Regions from separate parts of the Rattus norvegicus genome. Here region 2 is linked to region 1. Evidence: chromatin contacts called from public Hi-C data. All regions are on one chromosome and are shown on one strand. Each heading gives the region's core, a stretch centred on a gene start, on an enhancer-like site or on the middle of the called end of the contact. The rest is flanking DNA. Distances are from core to core; before and after follow the strand shown.

Region 1 (7,305 bases), core at 3,257-5,756:
AGCTGAGCAGAGCAGTGGGCTGGTTGGAATAGTGAGGCATGAAGGTTAAGGAGTCTGCTGCAGCCTCTGTCAGGCAACTCTGGCTTCCTGAGGACAAGCCCTAAGGGAAGGAGTGTGGCGGCATGGGGACCCAGCACCTAGCAGGTACTCAGTAAGTGCCAGGCAAACAGGGCTGCACCCAAAATATTTTATTAGATGCCTAATTGTGGGTAGCACTTGCTGGCACAGAAGGTGAAGCTGAATACATGCAGCTGGCCAAAGGAAGCCATTAAACCGTCAAGTGACTGGGATGCAGAGCGGCCTTCGGTGAAGGTAAGTGCAGACCCACCCCAATAAATGAGAAGGCCTGGTCACGCTGGGATCCAGTTCCAACGTGACCAGATATGTCACCGCCAAATCACTTCTAACTCGAAGCTCCTCCCCCCACCTACAGACACCACTTGGCCTGTCATATAAAGGGTTTTTTCCCAAAGTGCTTTAGCCAGAACTGGAAAGTTACCGCCTGACGTGACCAAAGCCTCACCGGGGCACTGGCAGCCAAGAGGGAAGCGGAGGGCAGGCAAGATGGATCTTGGATTCTCTGGAGCTAGATGGTGACGTATGAGCGTGCTTTACTTGGTTTTGCATGACTGGAGGCTTTCATTAATGTATTATAAGAGCTATGGAGACATTCCTGAAGATCCAGAAAGGAAGGAAGGAGGAAGGAAGGAACCAGAAAGCTCTCCATCCCTTTACACACATGCTGTGCGTGCAGTGAGTTAAACCAAGGGGGACTGGTGCCGAAGGTTCTTGAGTGCCTCAGGTTAGGGAGAGGTTTCAAAGATAGAGACTCCCACAGTTCCTCCAGGGTACAAAGGGACTGACTGGATATTAGCACTAAGGCTCGCTATGGTTACTTCTGGATCAGCTCCAAATCTGAGGATAAAGAGAGATCTGGCTAGCCCTTCCTCTTGCCCCCCATCCAGATGGCCTCACTTTAGACTCTGAGTGCTAAGGATTCTGTGAAATTGGTGTCACCATAGAAGACTCACGTCAGGGAACTGAGCGTTAGAGGCAGCCGAGATTCCTGGACCCCTAGGTTTCAGGTCAATGGTAAGAATGATAAAAAAAAATACAATACCTGCCTACAGGACTCATTGCAGAAAGAGAAGAGATTCTCCTTCTAACTAGCCTGAGAAAGACTTTCAGATTCTTGTCAGCAGAATTATTGCAAACGCAATCTATGTGGCCATCCAAACGCAAGCGGGACAAAGTGCAGGCAGCTATGGTGGTTAGCAGGGCAGCTGCTCACCTGCGTGGTGCCTCCACACAGCCCCCTCCCTCAGTGAGACACAGCTCACTGCTTCCCTCAAGGCATTGGCAGGGAAGGCTGGCTGGAGAACACTTGTGCCTTCAGGGTTCTGGCTACTTCTCCCCCTCCAAAGACCCAAGGAGACTCCTCTGGGCCAGGCTCCAAGGAAGGGTGAAACCACAAGGCTGTCATTCTGGGGTGAACTTTTAAGTCACAGGACAATTGGGAGGGGCACTAGGGGACTCCCTTGCTAGATAGGGCCAACCCTGTCCCTGTTTCCCCTAAATGGTGCGGCTGCTCATGGCCTAAGGAGAATCTCTGACTCACTTCCTGCCTCAGTCTCACCACAAGGGTATTGTTCTCCCGACTATGTGAGGTGCCGCTGCTAGGGGCTACCCCATAGTGGTCCCCACAACATCTTAGCTCCTTCTAAGGGAAAACCCCCATATGGGAGGAGGCAGAAAGACTTATAGACTTGTCTCCCAACGTTTAGAGACCCCATGTCTGCAGTGTTTTAAAGGATACTCAAACAACAAATTCAATTAACTTCATACACATCTCCATTTTCAGAGGGATTAAACAACCGAGGCTCTGAGAATTCAAGGTTGGCATAACATAAAATAGTACCACAGGGATTTGAGCCCGACTTTGCTGGGTGACTTTCCACACAAATGACTTTAGAAATACACATACACAAGCACGCACACATATATTCCTACACCTGTGTTGTGTATTTCTTTGGGGGTTTTGAGACAAAGTCTTTTATATGTCATCTTGGCTGGTCTTAAACTTGTAGTCATTCTCCTGCCTCAGCCTTCCCAGTTTGATGATTACAACTAGGTGCTACTACTACACATGGCTCCTTAGCATATTATTTAACCTCACTGGGCCTAAACTCTGTCCTTTGAGAAAAGAACCCAGGATACAGACAAGGTACCTAGGTATCACGGTATGAACTTCATGGGGTCTGTGGATGAAGAGTTGCATACGGAGACAGCTTAGGACGGTGCCTATCTTCTAGAAGTGCTTGATGGCCTCTGTTTCTATCACTGTTGAGGAACCCGTGTTAGAGACACACAGGAAGAGGACAGGATAGGATCATGTAGCCAGGTTATCTCACAGAGAGCAAGAAGGGATGTGCAGAGACTTCTGGCGACCTTGGAACAACCCAGCCTGGGAAGATCTTGGCCCGTTTCCCCTCTTCTTTCTCAGCTCAAGCAGAATGTCGACCTCCGCCAAGTAGCACAGCCGTTTTCTAGGGCAGGAACCCAGGGAGGGAAGGGCTCTGGCTGGTATATTGTAAGTAGTTTGGAATGAAGTGCTGCCAAATCTGAGGCCTGCTAAGTTGTGTAACTTAAGGAAAATTATTTAAACTTTGTGTGCCTCAGTTTCCTTATCTGTAAAGTGGGATTAATAATGTTAGCCTGAATGGATTATGTGGATTAAAGAATGTACATAAGGAGAAGATAGAATGAACGATTGGCCCAGTGCCTAGCTCTCCGTTGTTCCAGGAGAAAAAAAAGTATTAAAAAAAAAAAAAACCCAAAACCAAACATGAAAGGAGGTGGCTATTCTGTTTATTCACCTGTCTCTACAGAAGCAAATAAAACTGTGACTCCTCTAGCTGGAGGTGCGAGGGCTGCTCTGCCGCTGTGAGGTCCGACCTGAGAGTGGAGCTTCCCCAGGTCCGCCATCCCAGGGCGCTTCCCTTGATTATCCCCCAAACTCAGAACTCGGAAGCCAGGACCGCAGGGAAGGCAGGGACAGCTTGGGCTCCCCCCAACCCCCGATCCTTGGCCCTTCTCTCGCCATCTCGCCCGCAGGCTCCCAGTCCGGGTCTCCGAGACCATCTGCCCGGGAGTTTGCGGGGCCAAGAGCCGAACCCGGCGCGGTCCGAGGGGCCTGGGGTGGCGCGCGGGGACCACGCTCCCTACCAGCCCCGCTGGCAGCCGCAGACAGGGCGCCCCGAGGCCGCAGGGCCCGCCGCGTGGAGCGCTCAGAACGTCGGCCCGGCCCGGGCGGGCGGCGAACGGGCCGGGCCGGCTGCGGCCGCGGAGCGCGGAGGTGGCGCCGCGAGGGGGAGGGGCGCGGCGCGGAGGAGGAGGAGCCGGGGCCGCCGCCGCCGCCGCCGCCGTGACAGCGGCCCGAGTAAACAAGCCGCGCCGCCGCGGCCGGGCCGCTGCCCCCCGCCCGCGCCCGAGCCCAGGCCGAGCCTTGCCCTGGTCGCCGGCCGGGCCGAGGCCGCGCCGCCGCGCCTCCCCGCCTGCGCGCTGTGACGCCGCTGCCGGGCGCGGGGACCGCCCGAGCCAGGCCCCCGCCGCCGGGCTCCGTGCTCGGCCGAGGGGTACCCGAGCAGCCGCGGCGCTCGTCCGGAAAAGTTTCCCCGCCCGGCTCCCCAGGGTAAGCGGCGAGGGCGCGCGGCCCGGGGCCGGGGAGGCGGCGCGCTGGGGAGCCGGGCCCGGAGCGGGCGGGGGAGCGCGGAGCCGGGCGGCGCAGCCCCGGGCCTCGCCGGCCGCCGGGCTCTGGCCGCGGATTCTCTGCCGCCGCGGTGGAAGGACCGGAGCCGCGCAGCCCACCTGAGCGCCGGGCTTGGGCCCGCGCCGGTACTTTTCCGCTGAGGCCGGGGCGAGCCCTCTGACCTCAGGAAGCGCCGGCGGGGCCCCTGCTGGGGCGGGCTAGGCAGAGCATTCCTCGGGCTCTGGGTGCTCCCGCCTGCCCGCCGTTCTCCGTGGCCCCGGCGGCTAGGGCCTGCGCCCGATGGGGCGCGCTCCTGGTAGGGCACGGGGTCCTCGGCCGGCTTGCACACCTGTGCGGCCGGAGCGGTCGGGGGCGGATTTCGCGGGCGCGCACAGGCCGGCTTGAGGAGGCTCGCTCTGGGCTGCCTCCTGCCGAGGCCTGGCGGAGGCCCCTACTGCCCCCGTCGGGTGGCTGGCCGAGGGGCGGCCTGCTTGCCATACAGGTCTGACAGCAGACACTAGTCTAGCCAGTGTCTACGTTCCCACCGCCCCAGGTCTTTGCGCCTAGGGGAAGTGGACTTTCATCTCTCTGGAGCGCTGGGATTCTCTGTGACTTGGGAAGTGCCAAGGCAACGCAGGTGATGTGGCCCAGTGAGGGCTTGTGGCTGCCGGCCAGGTGTGGACACAGCAAAGGAGAGTGGTCAAACAGATTAGGTGTTTGTTTCCTGTTTTGGACTTCTATCTAAAATTTGAAGTTTAAAAAAGAGGATTCCGTGGCTTAAAAAAAAAGTTTGAAAGCCTCTGACTTAATAGTTTTCCACCACCAAGGAAACTGAGGCCCAGAGAGAGGAAATGACCTGGGTAAGATCTCCGAGGGACCAGTAGTTGAACAGGGACTAGGAGTTAAAATTTCATGGGAGGTGCCTGTAACAGGACCTGCCTTGGGGTCTCTGCTGGAAAGAGAGACCTGATTGGGTTTCCCAGCAGTCTTCAGTGGCTTGCTCCGTGGCTGCCTCAGCCAGGTCTCCAGCAGCCACACCTGGGGGTAAGTTCCTTGGGTGGTTGGTTGTGGTGATCTCTGTTGGTAGGTTCTAGGGAGGGACAAAAAAGCTTTGCCCAAGAAAAGAGCTAGGAACAGCCCTATAGCCTCTTTTCTAGTCAGGCCCAGCGCTGAGTGCTGGGCAAGACTGACCCAGAGAGGCTAGAAATATATCCAGCCTCCTGGTTTTGAGACAACTGGGACTCAGAGGGTGAGTCAGAGTCTGGGATGGGGGTGGGGAGAAGCCTGTTCATTCATTGTTCTCAGCTCTTTGTGTGTGTGTGTGTGTGTGTGTGTGTGTGTGTGTGTGTGTGTTATGTATGTGTTGTGTGTGTGCCCTCCTATGTGTCTGATCATGAGGCAGGACGGTCTGATGTTTGGAATCCATATTCTACCCTTACCGTAGTTGGGAGCAAGGTGTCGGGGGAAGCAGATCATCTTCCTTGGGGTGGGGTGGAGGTCCTGTCTCTGTGGCCCCATCTATATAGTTTACTGGAACCTGGGCTAGCCCCAGAGCAACCCAGCTGTAATTTGGAAGTTGTAGGCAGGTCTCAGAACTCGGAGCAGGGAGTCTGCAGATGTCTAAACTCAAGAGGTTTTAGATGTGGAGGGTCCTGTTTCTATGTGGGGGGACATGGAGCTCTAACTCCCAGGCATGTCTTTGGAGCCCTTTGGACTCTGCCCTTCAGGCATGGAGTCTGCCTCTTGATGTCCCCTGCCATCAGCTGTCGGGTTATTTTGGTGTAAACTGAAAATACTCCAGGATTGTGAGTGGAGTCCCCTCAGCCTGTGGGGTGAAACGGCAGCAGTTAGGGAGACTTGTAGCTCATGGCAGCTCCTGGAGAATCATGGAGTTCCCAGTGGCAAGCAGATCTGTCCAGCTCCTCCGGGCAGTGTGTGCTGAGGTACCTACATTTTACCGTTTGGCTGAGCCACTTCTAGGGCTGGGCCACAGGAATGGTAGGGGTATCAGGATCCTGGCACTGAGAGGATGTCTCCAGCAGCCTACTGGAACCTCTCCTAGCTGCCACCTACCCCAGGAGCTTGGCTTGTGACTAGTCGGGGCCCTCTATGGGGACAGTTATGTGGCCCCAGGCAGAAAGGTCTTGCTGTCTGTTTGCTGAAGGAGGAAAAACACCACTCAGGGCTATTGATTCAGCCTCACCTTGGTGCTCCTGGCGCAGCAGCCAGTGTTTGCCCTGGCAGTCTGGCTCAGATTACGCAAGGTGGTGGGTGGTGGGCCTGGAACAAGCCAGGGGGCAGCTCTGACTTCTAAACCCAAGCCTGGCTGGACTAGCAGGAGCAAAGTTGCCCAGGAAACAGCTTGGGCCTGCCTTTAAAGATGGCCGTCATTTCAGCCCTAGAGGGCGGCGAAACCTCTGGAATCCCTCATGCTCAGAGCATGGCTCTGAGCCTCCATCCCAACTTAAGATACCCACTCTTTCCTCCCAAGGACTGAGAATCTCTCAAGTAAGCCCCTACATCTAACCTTTTTGCTGAACCAGGACACCCTAATGAGTTGGGTAGACCCTGTTCAATTTTTAAAGAGCCAAGATTTTATTCTTTTATAAAATATACCTAAATATTTTGAGAACATACAATAGCACAAAGAAAGTAACAATTACTACACGTAATTCTCACCATCTCCAAGGAGCCATTGTTAAATTGTAACTTGTATCCTTCCAGATTTGTTTTGGTTATTTATAAATATGCATGCATAATTTTAAGAAAACAAAATGGAATCGTGTGTGCATGCCATTTGATAATGTATCTTTCTTTCTTTGGTCATTGTTTGCTTTTTCTTTTGAATGACTCAAGCCCTGATTATATTCTTGATGGAGAAAGGCTTGGGAGGGGAGACTGTGGGTCCATGTGTCTTGTTTGGCCGACCTTTAGGGATATGTACTAGATATCTTACAGAGACAACTTAGGGGTTTGGTGTGTGTGTGTGTGTGTGTCCGTCCATCTGTCTGTCTGTCTCTGTTGAGGCTGGGGCTGGATCCCTGGAAGCTGAAGTTACAAGCAGTTGTGAACCATCCAATACAAGTGCTAGGGTGAGGACTCTGGTCCCCTGCAGGAGCAGAATGTGCTTGCTCCTAACTACTGAGCTATCTCTCCAGCCCTGACCAGTGTTTCTGACTTTGTTTGGGGGAGGGGGGTTGGGGGTGGAGAAGGGGACTAAGACAGGTCTCTTACCAAACCTGGAGCTTGCAGGTTTGGCTAGGTTGACCCAGCTAGCAGCCCCAGGGGTCCTTGTCTCTGCCCTGCCAAGTGCTGGAGTTGCAGGCACATGCTGCCAAGCCTACCTTCTCCTGTGGGTCCTGGGACTCCACACTCAGGTTTTAATGCTTGGGTGGCAGTAACTGTCCCTACTAAGCCATCTTCCCAGCCCCTTAGGTGTTTGTTTTACCCATCTCCCTTGAAACTCCTGTTAGGCCCTGACTCAGCCTTGAGGATAGGAAGGGCGGCATCAGTGTGTGACAGAGAGGACTAACTCTTCTTTCTTCCTCTTGTTCCCT
Region 2 (7,305 bases), core at 2,170-4,669, 140 kb before region 1:
AACCCTGCCCTCCTTTTTCTCGGTCTCTGAGGCACATGACATTACCAGGCACCCACTCTTTCTCTCACAAAGTCCTCCCAACAATTTCCACTTACCTCAAGAGGGGATCCAAACTCAGATAAGGTCCCCTTTCCTTTCACCAGAGGTTTATCAGGTAAATGCAGATGTGATCCTGCATATGTAGATATGATCATGCATATGTAGGTGTGTCTTGCAAATGTAGATAGGATAATGTATATGCAGATGTAAAGTATCTGCTGACACCAAGACCTGAGTTAGCATGTTCGTGGCTTCGATTCTTACCATTTTGTGTTGAGACAGGGTCTGGCTTTGCACCTCTATTTTCTTGCACTTCATCAAATTGTCTTTCTATCTTGCTGAGTTTTGAGGAAGGCGTGAGGAGGCTATGCTGGACATGGAATCCAGAGCTTTATCTGTGTACTGTATCCCTCCTCTGTTTTCCTGGACTTACTTACTGTTAAGGCTGAAAATTATGAGGAGAAAGACCGGATCTACAACTGTCTAATAGAAGCATGATTTATTTTAGAGGTGCACCCTCGACTGGCCAGCTGGCTGTCTCACCATAAGTTGAGATTTTAGAGAGCATCCCTGGATGTGAGGAAGACAGGGTTTTATAGCTCAGGGGCATCCAAAAGAGGAGTTTGGTGGGCAAAATACTCAGTGTTTCAGGAGCAGAACATACACATAATGAGCTAGTTATAATGACCTCCAGAAACAAAGCCGTGATTGCCATTCCTAGAACAGGCAGTGCAGGACCAATTTAGGCTTAAAAGCCTAAAAATGGAAGCATGCTGGCCCTTTGCTTACGCTCAAATTTCAGGGCAGCTTCTCTGCAGTCTTTCCTGGTCTTCCACATCTGTACATGCATACCGCTATGTTAGCATCACCTGTGCTAGCATGTTCATGACATTGGTTATTACTGTTCTGCTTTGAGACAGGGTCTGACTATGTACTTCAGGTTGACCTCAAACTGGGGATCCTCCTGTCTCCACCTCCTTAGTGTTTCAGTTATAAGCATGCACCGCCACAGCTAACTTGTATTGCTACTGTGAATATTAACTTATGTATTGTCCCTCTCGACAGACTGAGCTGGGATGAACTGTAGTGCTTCAGAGCCCATCTAGCACAGTGACTTGACTAGGGACAGAGTTGAAGAGCAGTGGAGATGAGTGGAAAGAGGAGAATGTGACATGCAGGCCTTCAGCCGAGCGTCCTTTCAGGAAGTTATGAGTGTCACACTTACTGCCTGGGTGCTACCACTTGAGTCCCAGGGTTGTTGGTTCTAATCTTTTTTGGTAGATTGTTCATAATTTTTTCCTTACTTCCATTCTGTATGCTTTTCCATTTGCTATTTAAAAACTGCTTAGTTATTGGGGTCTGGTGCTGCAGGCCTGCTCCTCGGAAGGCAAGAACATTGAAATTTCAATGCAGAGCTGGACAGTAGTGTTACACATCTTTAAGGCCAGCACTTGGGAGGCAGAGGCAAGCAGATTTCAGTTTGAAACAAGCCTGATCTACAGAGTGAATTTCAGGACAGCCAGGGCTACATAAAGAAACCCTGTCTCAGGAAGAAAGAAAGGAAGAGAGAGAGAGAGAGAGAGAGAGAGAGAGAGAGAGAGAGAGAGAGAGAGAGAGAGAGAAGAAATTGAAAAGGAAAGGAAAAAGAAAGAGAAAGAAAGGAAGGAAGGAAGAAATTTCAAGGCATGCCTGGACTTCCCAGCACTCAGGAGGCAGAGGCAGGCAGAGGCAGGCAGATATCTCTGAGTTTGAGGCCATCTTGGTCTATATAATTAAGTAACAGACTAGCCAGGGCTACAGAAAGAGACCTTGCTTTTAAAACATTGTATCAATTTGTCCACATGATGCCTGCAAATGCAGACACATAGATAGTAAAAAAGTTACAATAATGAAACAAATGAATTTAGTCATCATCTGTGGCTATCCTTCCTCAGTTTTTGTAAATCGTAATAATTTAGCACAAATGCAATATATAGGACTTGCATATTGTATATTGTATCTCTGGATATTTTCACCTTAGGTGTCCTTTAAACCACATCTCTACCAGTTTTCTGTAGATATGAATATTTATAAAGCTCCCACATAAAAGATCATGCAATAATAATTTTCTGTGTCTGGCTTGTTTCACTTAGCATAATGTCCCTCAAGCTCATCCATATTGTAGCAAATGGTAAGATCTGGTTCTTTTATTGGGCTGATTACTATTCTATTGTGGATTTCCACTCTTTCCCCTGACAGCTTATTTTCATATCTTGGCTATTGTGGGTTATGCCGCAATGAATAAGGGAAGGCAGATAGCTTAAGAAAGTTATTTATGGGGGCTGGGGATTTGGCTCAGTGGCAGAGCGCTTGCCTAGGAAGCGCAAGGCCCTGGGTTCGGTCCCCGGCTCCGAAAAAAAGAACCAAAAAAAAAAAAAAAGTTATTTATGGGTTGGGGATTTAGCTCAGTGGTAGAGCGCTTGCCTAACAAGCGCAAGGCCCTGGGTTCGGTCCCGAGCTCCGAAAAAAAAAAAGGAAAAAAAAGTTATTTATTAATTTTCTTTGGGTACATGCCAGAGGTGATATGTCTGGGTCATGCGATGATTTTTAGTATCTTTGGAATCCTCTGTACTGTTTTCCACATTGCTGTAACAGTTTGAATTTATCCCTTCTTAAAAGAGGGTAAAAGACAGAAGACAGGGTAGGAAGAGAAAAAGAATTAACAAGAGTTCACTATTGTGGAACATGTAATCCTCGTATTTGGGAGGTGTGGATAGGGAGTTCAAAGTCAGCTTCTCCTACACAAATAGCGTGGACATTTGAGGCCAACCTGGGCTATGTAATGTATCGTCTGAAAAAAACTAAAAATTACAAAAATAGAAGATCAGGCATCACAGGGCCGCATTCATGGTGGCAACTATCCACTAGAAGTAAAGCTTCACACTCAGGCATTGTGTATGTCCGCTGAAGCATCTGAGTTTGCGACCCCATTAATGACAGTCAACAATGGAAGACCGCCGAAGTTTCACAAGAAGAGATCTAAAAAAAAGGAGTCCACAGACGCTTCGCCTGATTTACCGGAACTGGCACGTCTCAGCTGTCTTCAAACACTAAAAAATTTCTATCATGCCATGGGCTTCAGGTGCCTTTCCCTACACTAGAAAAAAAAAAGCAAAACAAAATCTTACTACGCCGGAAGCCAAGTAGTTTGCCATAGTCACCTGACCCGTTAGTTGCATTCTGATTGGACTTTGGCATTACGTGCTCGGTTGATACGGCCCCAGCTACTCTAGAGGGCGGGGCCAGGAGCCAGAGGCCCCCGTGTTGGTTGGATCCTTCAGGGCTCATCCAATCAGAATAATCCTTCTTGCGGCGCGAAGCGTACGGCGCGGGGCGCAGGAGGGCCGAGTCCCCGCGCGGAATTTGGATTGTGGTTTACCCCGGCGCGGCGTGATCCTGGGTGAGGTGAGTTTCGCGCACGCAGGGCTGTAGTAGCTCCCCTGAGTAACCGGCTACACCCGGCCCGGCCAGGCCCAGACCCCGAGACCTCGGCCATTTCCCCAGTCATCTGCCTCAGTTCCTCCAATCCTTGCTTGTGGAGAGAAGCCCAGACAGAAGTAGAGACCCGGAGCCCCAGAAAAGACCACGTTAGGCGGCCGAGGCTTGAGTCTCACTGTCCACATATTCCTTAAGGTCTAGGACCTTGCTTACTGTCTGTCACACGCGAGGATTAATCTCATCTGCGTCTCGTAGTTTGTGTAATGCTGCAACGACTCCTAAAAGCAATACCTGCTTTCGAGACTCTAGAAGAGGTGAAAGTGCCCCGTTTTTAGCCGGGAGAGGCCGTAGCTCAGACCTCGTTTGCCGAAAGGGCATGTGAGCTTGGATGCCAGATAAGATCTGAAGAAGACCTACCCAGCTCCGAAGCATATCTCCCTGCCCCAGGCTCTCCCAGTCCCTCTAACTGTCATAGGTCACTGTGTGATTGAGATGAACCGGCCTTCCACCTGCCATCTGCCCAGAAAGGGGCAGGGGTGGGAAAGACTGAGAGATGACAAGGTGGAGCAGGGGAGAGGCAGACGCCCGGGGAGTAATGCATTTAATTGAATCTGTAGTGGACTTTGAAAGGATCTTCTTGCCTCAGCCATCATCCAGTGCTGAGTTGACACACCAGGTCGAATCAACATTTTATTAGCCTGACTACTCTTCTGTTTGAAAGTCATTTTAAATTTTCTTTGGATAAAATGGGATTTTTAGGTTCCCAAGATAGGGAATTAGTGCCAGTTTGTTTGTTTTGTCTCTTGTAGTCCAGGCTGGGCTCAAACTTGTGGAGCTGAGGGTGATTTTGTACTCTTATCTTTTCAGCCTCAGCCTCTCAAGTGTTAAGAGTTACAGACCCATGTCACCAACCCTTTTATTTAAAATGTATATATTCTGAAACGTGTACCTTTAAAAGAGAATAGCACGGAATTTTCTGTGTATCCCTGGCTGCCGGGGAACTTGGACTGTAGACCAGGTTGATCTCAAACTCAGGTTCGACTGCCTCTGCCTCCTGAGTGCTGGGATTAAAGGCATAGGCTGCCACTGTCAGACAGAATGTAACATCTTAAACTTGATTGAGAGGCATGCTCTATTTTCTATATTTTTACCTTTTGTCTTTTGTGGGGAATGGAGATATGAGTGTGTCCTTGTTCATGTCTGTGCAAGTGTGTGTGTGTAAGAAGACCAGAGGTACCTTCTGCAATTGTCTCCTATCTTAGTGTTTGGGGCAGTCTCACTTACTGACTAAACTAGCCAGCCTCCCAGGGCTGGCATATAGATGCACATCACCACACCTGACTTTCTAAGTGGGTTCTGGAGATCTGAAATCAGGTCCTCATGTTCGTAGTATAGGCACTTTACTGACAAGAACCATATTCCCAGGCCTTTTTTGTCTTACCAGGCCCAAAGTAATTGAGAAATTACCTGTACAGTCTAGCGCCTAAAAGCCTCTGAGTATCTTGCCTACCTGTAGAACAAGATCAGCTGCCACCAGGAATGGTGGGTTGTACCTATAGCCCCAGCACTTTGAGTAAGACAGGAGAATAGAAAGTTAAGAGCAGCCTTAGAAAGGCTGGCTCAGAAACAGAAACTAGCTACCTGCCAGTACAAGCCTACCATCCACACACATGGAGGGTGGGGACGGAAGGATCAGGGCTTGAAAGTGAATTTGAGACCAGTCTAGACTGTATGAGACCTGGTCTCCAACACCCAAAACAAGCATTTAAATGCTCATCACATTTATAATATTGTCTTTCTGTCACTGATGATGACAATGGTGATGATGATGGTGGTGGTGATGATGATGACGATTAGGGGATGGTTTCTGGTCAAGATTTCTCTGTGTAGCTCTGGCTATCCTGGAATTTACTCTGTGGACCAGGCTGGCCTTGAACTTGAGATCTGCCTGTTTCAGCTTCCTGAGTGCTGAGATTAAAGGTGTGCACCACTACTGCCTGACTCATTACAAAATTTTAACCGTATTTATTTGTGCATGAGCTTGTTGGGGTCAGAGAACAACTTGCAATTCCCTCCCACCATATGGGGCCTAGGGATTCAACTCAGGTTATCAGGCTTGGCAGGCACTCCTTCTGCCCAAGCCAACCGAATGGTCCTATTTTTTTTTCCACAAGTTTTTTTTTTTTTTTTTTTTTTTTTTTACCACATTTTAGTTATAACATAAGCTATATAGATTTTCTTAGGTAATTGTTTACAACATGCCATACTTGAGTGGCTGAGAGTTTTTAGTGTAGTTTTCTACATAGCATACAAGCACTCTGACTGAACGGTACCCTCAGCTCCTGGTTTTTGAGACTTTACTATGTGGCTCAGGCTGACCGTGACCTGGCTCTCTTGCTTCAGCCTCCTGTGTGCTGGGGGTTGTAGTTTTATGTCACCACACCAGCTCTTTGTGTGTTTTGTTGATTTTCTTTTTGTCTTTTTTGCTTGTGTGGTGCTTGGAATGGAACCCACGGCCTGGTGCATGGCAGGCAAGTGTTTTACCACAGCTGAATTACAGTCTGGTAGTTGACAATGTTTCTAAGATGCATCTGGGCTAAAGAGGTGGCTCAGTTGTAAAGTACTTTACCTCACAAGCAGGAAGACCAGTGTTTCGGAACCCACAAAGAAAAGCCAGTTCAGTGGCATAAAACTCTAATCTTATCAGGCACAAGCCAGGAGCTTGCTGGTCAGCCAGTCTAGCCAAATTGGCTTTACTATGTGACTGCACACACATAGCATGTAAACATGCATACATGTAGCTAGGTCCAGCCTGAGCTGAAGAGATATTTTAGGACCAGGATATAACTCAGTGGTAGGGTGTGGGCCTGGCATGCACTGGGTTCTGGTATAATCTCAAGTACTGAAAAATGGGGGGCGGTGGGGATTTAGCTCAGTGGTAGAGCACTTGCCTAGCAAGCGCAAGGACCTGGGTTCGGTCCCCAGCTCCGGAAAAAAAAAAAAAAAGAAAAATGGGGATATATATATATATCTCCCAGGTTCAGTGAGAGGACACCTACTGTTGACTTCTGGCCTCCACAAGAACTCGAAAGTACTCTTGCTCTTTGAGATATGCCTTAAAATTACATTATTCACAATAGTTATATAAGTGATACATTTTAACTGTATGCCATAGTTTATTACATTTAATCATTGTATTTCACGAGTGTCTCACCTGTATGTGTGTGTGTACCCCATTCACGCTTGGTGCCCACAGAGGTCACCTGGAACTGGAGCTCTGGATGGCTGTGAACCACCTTCTTGTTGGGGCTGGGTCCTCTACAAGGGCAATATGTTTTCTTTACCTCTGGATCATCTCTCTAGCCCCTTTTGTGCAATTTTCTAGAAAATGTAGTTTACGTTTGCGGGTGTTTTGCCAGCATGCATGTCTGTGTACCTCATGTGTGCGTGGTGTCCTTAGGGGTCAGAATAGGGCATCAAATTACCTGGAACTAGAGTTAGAAATGGCAGTGAGCTGTAACGTCGGTGCTGGGGATCAAACCTGTGTCCTCTGGAAGAATAGAAAGAGCTCTTAGCCACTGTGTCATCTGTTTAGCCTTGATTTTCATACCTTAAGATACATTTTATTAATAAATTAAAATATCGCGCTATCTGATTGTAGCAGTTTTTATTTCATTGTGAGAGGCACACCTGACACCTACTGTCTGAATGGACTGGTTGTTTGGAGCCGGTCTCACTGCATAGCCCAGGCTGGTCTTGACCTCTGCTTGCTCTTTCCAATTTCTCTGA

What was found. A called contact is a pair of places that touch in the nucleus more often than the background predicts.
Region 2: a Hi-C map of kidney shows a contact between it and region 1, with 2.7 times the contacts expected there. The contact joins the promoter of Blm here to the promoter of Furin in region 1. A contact is called at or near these places in 2 of 12 Hi-C or Micro-C datasets (Schwann cells and kidney).

The regions. Positions count from the first base shown.
Region 1 is chr1:143,766,682-143,773,986 of GRCr8, reverse strand. It overlaps Furin (furin (paired basic amino acid cleaving enzyme)), which reads left to right and starts at 4,506. Exons shown (of 16, transcript NM_019331.2): 1 at 4,506-4,792.
Region 2 is chr1:143,901,324-143,908,628 of GRCr8, reverse strand. Blm (BLM RecQ like helicase) reads left to right here and starts at 3,419. Exons shown (of 22, transcript NM_001426975.1): 1 at 3,419-3,483.